Regions from separate parts of the Columba livia genome. Here region 2 is linked to region 1. A link is a contact called in public Hi-C data. All regions are on one chromosome and are shown on one strand. The core of a region is the stretch at or near the end of the contact, and the rest is flanking DNA. Distances in the headings are between cores, read along the strand shown.

The links. A called contact is a pair of places that touch in the nucleus more often than the background predicts.
Region 2: a Hi-C map of crop shows a contact between it and region 1, with 6 times the contacts expected there. The contact joins the promoter of MTBP here to the promoter of COL14A1 in region 1. A contact is called at or near these places in 2 of 2 Hi-C or Micro-C datasets (crop and liver).

The regions. Positions count from the first base shown.
Region 1 is chr2:148,558,169-148,561,486 of bColLiv1.pat.W.v2, forward strand. It overlaps COL14A1 (collagen type XIV alpha 1 chain), which reads left to right and starts at 1,493. Exons shown (of 48, transcript XM_065054335.1): 1 at 1,493-1,739.
Region 2 is chr2:148,723,196-148,726,513 of bColLiv1.pat.W.v2, forward strand. MTBP (MDM2 binding protein) reads left to right here and starts at 1,698. Exons shown (of 22, transcript XM_065054344.1): 1 at 1,698-1,841; 2 at 2,401-2,481. The coding sequence starts at 1,787. It overlaps MRPL13 (mitochondrial ribosomal protein L13), which reads right to left and starts at 1,767. Exons shown (of 7, transcript XM_005507277.3): 1 at 1,605-1,767; 2 at 841-964. The coding sequence starts at 1,631.

The sequences.
Region 1 (3,318 bases), core at 243-2,742:
TGATTCACTCTAAAAAGTGGACAAATAGTGTAAATAAACTGATATTAATAAAATCAGCCGACTTACCCTTGAAAGTACACATTTTGCATAAGCTTAAAATATTAACTTTATTTCTGATGCAAACGGGTGATTAAAAATTAAAGCATAAAGTCATTTGAGGGCTGCAAATAGTTATGGAATCTATTTACCGGTCAGCAGGATCCTCAGGACTTTCCACTGAGTCCCAGTACTCCGACCAGCTGCAGCCACAGGGTGGTGCTCATGGACTTTGCATTCTACGTTATAAATCCGGAAAAAAAAAAAAATGAGAGAAAGGGAGCCAAATTCTCCCTTTGGCAGGCTGCTCCTTGTCCTGCCCTGATTTATCTCTCTACATTTACCAAGTCTTGAAGGGCATTGCAAATAGATGTATCCATCTGCTTCCTTGTCTTCTGGATATTATTGTTTAGCTATATACATAAATCAGGGACTGAAAAGGTACAAAATATATCACATTTAGCATCGATAAGCTGAACTTCTTATTGCTTCAGAGGAGTTGTTATCTTGCGGCTTATCTCTTCTTGACTGGTACAAGTCTTGCCATTGCACACAGCTGGCGGTGCAAAAGAATAACTGCAGATGACAGGATCTCCCGATTCCTAGAGCTGGGAGATGCTTTTCAGATCTAAGAATGCTTTTTAACCTTTGCTATAGAAAACAACTGCACTTAAAGAGTTTTTTTAAAAAGCTGCAGTTTTAGTGGAAAGATACCTGTGCACTGTGAATCTGGACATGAGTCTGCAGCACTGTGGAATCCTACTCAACAACAATAGGTCTTGCTTTACAGTCACTGTCATCTCCCTGGGACTTGCTGCCTTCCCCTTCCCTAAAAGGGGCTCCTATTTTAAGAAAGGGTTGCACATCTCTTGTTTCACCTATGCCTGTTGTTTCTTAACTAAAATCCTTCAGTGATTTCATTTGTAACTGTATACAGATGACCAGGCATGTTGAAATTAATATTTTCATTCACCTCTTAAATTCTTGGGACTTTGTGAGCAGTGGCCTTAATTGTAAATTCAGTGGGGTATACCGTAAAGATACTCATATTTCTATATGAATATTGATTCTGCAATTGCACATCCCCACTGCAGTGTCTGTACATATGGCAAGAATGTGCATATGTACTATGACGCTTTTAATCAAGGTTTATACTAAGCCAGACAAGTACTGGAACACTTTAATATAAATATTTCCCCGATGAATCATTAATCTACACATCGCAATACCCGGCACCGGGGGATACTTGCATTCCAAGCCGTACTGCTTGACACCTTTTAAATCACTTAAAACGAAGTGAACGAGAAACTTCGGGGAGAGGGAAGTGAGTTAAAAAGTAGCAAAACCAGAAGAAAGATGACACTGACAAGCCCAGCACCTGCGCTTGTAACGCTGCCCCAAACCCGCCCCGCCGGGGTCCCACCCCGGCCCTGCCTCCCCGCGCACCTGGCCGCGCCCCCGCCGCGGAGCTCGGGCTCGGGGGCGGAGGCACCGCTCATGCCTCTTTCCCCCACCCCTTCTTTCCACTTTCTGCGCTATAATTGCCCGCCTCCTTTCGCTCCCTTTTTGCCTTATCAGATGCGGCGCGGCGAGGGGAAGAGCGGCCAGAGGGGAGGGAAGCGGCGCTCCCGCAGCCGGCTCAGCACCCGCAGCCCCGCCTGAGCGCACCCCCAGCGGCCGCTCCCCCGCTGGTGTCTGCGCAGGTCGGTGTGAGCTCCGCGTCGTCTCCTTCGAGGGCTGGGGCGGGGGGCTGGCTCCGGGGAGATAAAGCCGGTGGAGGGGTCAGGAGCGCTTCCCGCACACCTGCCCGGCCACCACCGCGGCGGCCGGCGCGAAGCCCCGGAGGGGAGAGCTGTGTGAGGATGGAGGGGTGGGAAGCGGCGCACCTGGGGCGGGGAGGGGGAGCTCCTTAGAAACTGCTGCAAAAGCCTTTCTTTTATAAATAATCATAATTACAAAGTAACCGGCCGCTCTTTAAAACGGAGGGTCTGGTTGCTGCCTGCATCGCCCCTGCGGGTGCATCCTCCCTGCCGCGGCACGTCGGAGCAGATCGCTGCGCCCCGGCTTCTCAGCCTGGGGGGAATATTGCAGCGGGGTCTGCTGGGGGCTGCCAGCGGGCCGCTGGGTTTCTCAGGCCCCGACCCTCGCCTCAGCTCGGCGGACGTAACGCACTCCCCGCTGCCCTTTTCTGAACTTGCGTGGGAATTCGCGTGGGAGGCGGGGGCTCAGGAGCGGCGCCGCGTTTGTGAGCCGCGGCCCCCGTGTCTGCGGGGGCTGCGGGAGGCGAGCGAAACGCGCCCGCCGTGTCGCGGCACCGCCGGCGGGTCTGTCAGAGCCGGGGCGGAATCCCCGCCCCGCCGACTCCTCCGCGCTTTCCCGCCCGTCCCGCGTGGGGGCGGCCATGACGGCGGGCCCGGCGGCTCCCTCGGGGCCGCGGTGGTGCCGGGGCAGGTCGCGCTTTTCCTTTCGCCCAGTGGGATGTCGAGCCGAGAAGCGGGTGCCCGTTCCCGGGCAGCGGCTGGACGCAGGGTCACACCGCTCCGTAACGAGCTACCGAGAGGGCTGGTGCGCGGGAGGGCAGCGCTAACCTGCCAGCCTCGGGGAGAGGTGCCAGGGCTGCGCCCAGGCGGCTCAGCCTCCTTGCCGGGGCGGCACAGAGCATGAAGACGTCCCTGGGGTTTCTCCAGTACTGGGGCACCTCGAAGACAGGTTGTTCCCTCGGGAGAAGGTGCCCCGTTCCTGGGGAGCCGGCCTCAGGGAGCAGCTGTGGGCACAGGGGGAGCGGCGCTCACCCCACGGGAACGGCTCTTGGCTTGGGAAAGTTCGGCCTCTGTTCCCAGAGGTGTTCTGTCAGATAACTGCCCTACCAAATACTTAATAGAAGGTGAAGTAGATAAAAAGCAGGGGGAAGAGAATGTTTCTTTTTGTTCCCAGGTGATGTCAGCCACAAGGTGGCTACAGACGGGCAGTTGCCTTTCCTAGTTAAGCGGAACCGTGAAGTGTGGGTTATTGTAGAGGTGAACTTATGCCTAATTTAGCTAGCATCAGTCGTATGTATCCAATAAATCTTACTTGTCTGTGCAATGGCTTTTCTGTAAAAGGAAGAGTAGACAGTATTTCTACGTAGGATTACCTGCCAGTATTTATAGCTCTTGTTTGGGAGGAGTATTTATATCAAATCTAGCAGACTGGGAACTGAGCCACCGCTGTGTGTGAATATTTTAATATCTGGGTTATTACATGCTAAGAAATCCTCATGTTGTCAGTGGTGTCTACATTGAA
Region 2 (3,318 bases), core at 448-2,947, 170 kb after region 1:
CACTGTGAGACAGGCACTACGGTATTACAAATAATAACCGAGATCACAGATATATCTTTACTGCTACATCTTCCAATTTGCAGAGAAGCAAAATGATTTTTTTTTTTAATTTAAGAAAATATCATTCAACAGTGATTATGTCTCCATTTAGGAATCCAACAGGTTCCAGCCTCATCATCACAGAATATCTAAGGTTGAAAGGGACTGCTGGAAGTCATGTTGTCAAAACACCCTGCTCAGTCAGGAGTTGCTTTTAAATATTTCCCAGGATGGAGACTTTACGGCCACCTGGGCAACCACTTCCAGTCCCCCTCATAGAAAAAAATGCTTCCTGATGTTCAGAAGGAACCTCCTGTCTTTCAGTTTGTGCCTATAGCCTCATGAAGACAAGATTTCTCTGCACCTTATCCAGAATAGAAGAACCACTCTATGGAAGACCCTATGGCATTGTATAGCTGCTGAAGGGTAGCATTCAGAAAATCTAATCAAGAATCACATCAGTATTTCGTTACATGAACTGTGAATTAAATCCTTACATTTAATATCAATGCAACAAAACAGATTTCAAGGTTTTTTTTAAAAAATGGAAGCACAATGTACTGTGATTTGGCTACTAAAACTAAATGATGTATTCATAAGAAGCTTTATATGAATTGGTAAAGACAACAAAAAAAGTTGTAGAGGGGTATGAAGGAAAAAGATGAGAAGGAAAACGAAGACATAATTTGCAAACAATTGCAAAATGTATCTTCATGTATCAGGCTTGATTTTAAAACTGAAATCAGAAGAAAAATACAAGTGATGGAAAGCAAATTTACTTTTATCTGTTGCAATACTCACTTAGTGCATGATAAATAGGTTTATGCTTGCCTTCAAGCCTCATGACAGCTGCAGCTGCTATTTTTCCTGGTGGCTGCATCTTCGCATCGAGCAGATACCAGGCTCTGGCAAAGGTAGCCCATTGCTAAAAGAGAGAGAGGTAGTACTTAACATATTAAGAACACAGTACCATACATAAATCTAGCCTCTCTAATTAGATCGACTTCTTTTAAACTCCAAAATACTAGAAGAAATGTGAATATTCAACAATATCCCTCCTAAATAATCTTTAAATGGGTGGAGAATGCTGCTACACACTGTGATACAACCACTGCTGTGTGTGCTTCCAATGTATGTGGTGGTAATAGCACTGAAAGATTACCAGCTCCAAGCCTTTTGTTTCAAAAATTAATCTCTCTTGCTACAAGTCTTCCATTACGGCTAATTGACCTGGAAAACCAGGCCATTTAATGCCCAACATCTTCTTCCCTCTCAGTGAACAGGGCACAACTCCCCCGAACGTAGTTCTGTGAACACGAACAGCCTGAGCCGCCTGCAGCTGGCACCTTGTTCCTCACAGTCAGTCAGTCAGACAGTCACACCGCCAGCAGGCCCCTCAGGGCGAACACGGCCGCTCCGTGACAAGTCCGCCCGCCACCCCGGGGCCCTGGTGCTGCTCCGGCCCGGCGCCCGCCCGCTCCCTCACGGCCGCTCTCCTCGCCATGGCGGCCACCGCGCTCCCGCCGCCGCGTCCCCTCGCGTCCAGGGGGAGAGGCCGCGCTCACCTGGGCCGCCTTGGTGTAACTGGCCATGGCCGCCCTCCCGCCGCGGCTGAGGGGAAGGGAAGGGAAGCGGAGCCCCTTGGCCGCCGCACCGGCGGGAAGCGGAAGCGCTGCCCTGGTAGGGGCGGTGCGAAGCCGGCAGCGCGGGCTGTTCGGAGCGGCGGCGGCTTCGTCCCCGTCCGGGCATGGATCGCTACGTGCTGCTGCTGAGCTGGGGGCAGCGCCGGGGCCCAGGGGCAGGTACGGCCGCAGGGGACGGGACGGGACGGGACGGGACGGGACGTGGAGGCCGCGCGTGTGGGGAGCCCGGGGCCCGTCCGGCCGCCCTTAGGGAGGATTTTCTTTACGGCCGCTGGTCTGGGACCTGCACCCTTGCGGGCTTTCTGGGTCCCTACCTCGTTAAATCTCCCCCCCTCCTCTGCTTTTCTTTCTTTCTTTTTTTTTTTTTAAATGTAATACCTTAAACCTAAACTTGTGGGGGTTGTGTTTTAGTGTGACACTGCTATATAACTCCTTATAGCATTCCTGAGATCGCCACTACTTTAACGAGAATTTTACAAAATTTGTTTCTTTACACGTCTTCAAATTTGTAGCTGACTTTTTTATTTTTTTTCTTTTTTAAATACATAGAATCATAGAGAAGTTTGTGTTGGAAGGGACCTTTAAAGGTCATCTAGTCCAAACCACCAGACTGCTAATATTAAAGTAACTTTATAATAGTGTATTTGCAAGAAAGCAAGACTTAACTTCAGTAATTAGTGGATTGAAGAAAACCCTTTCTTTTTTTCTTTTTCCCCAGCTGGGACTGCTGCAAACATTTATCAGTTTCTGAAAGAAAGCTGTAACTCAGCTATAAACACAGATGTGAGCACCTTCCCAGGTAAATATAGAAATGTACAGTAAGGTAAAGACAAATATTGCCGAGGAATTGGCCTGGACACATGTGATCTCGGTGAAATGAGTCAGAAAGTTAAGGAAACCCAACTTCTGCGGTGTGGCTAAACCTGCGGGCAGGACTGCTGCTGCTGGTTCTGTGGAAAACTGATGTCACGTCAGCAGCTGAGCTGTTAGGAAATGATTAAATAGCTTTAGACAAGAATTTTGAAAGCCTGACAAATTTCAATGTGTCTTAACAGCAAGTAAGAGCAGAAAAGGGCTTGTTTCTCATGTCAGTGGGCAGCTTGATATTTTCATCACTTCTATGATGTCTTCTAATGTTTTTAGTGAAAGCAATATTTGTTGTGTAGCAATTCAGAACCGTAATCTGTTAATATGTATTAAATCATTTTATCATCTTGAAATAGACTTCTGAAGATCTGCTTTAGGACCTTTATGTTTTGGGGGGTCATTTGGTAAACAAATACTTTCGTAGATCTTTACATGTTTTGGATATCTAGTGTTAAGCTGTTAAGATGCACCTCATTTTCTTAGCTGTCATCTAACTCTGATTCATGTGAGGGAACCACTCTAAGCTGTTAAAATTAATGAAGATGGGAATGGTAGGCTGTTTTCAAATGTTGGGCTTTTTATTGCATAGAAGTGTTGAGAGAGTATGTCATTTTGTGAACTGCATAAACCTATTTATGAAAGTCATGATTTAGTTTCGGTATCACACAACTTCTGCCAATGGAGAACAATGTCGAACAGAATGGAGAGGAGATCAAAAACTTTCTTACTTATTAGCAGATCATTAATAGTTAGATATTTGCCTGCACAC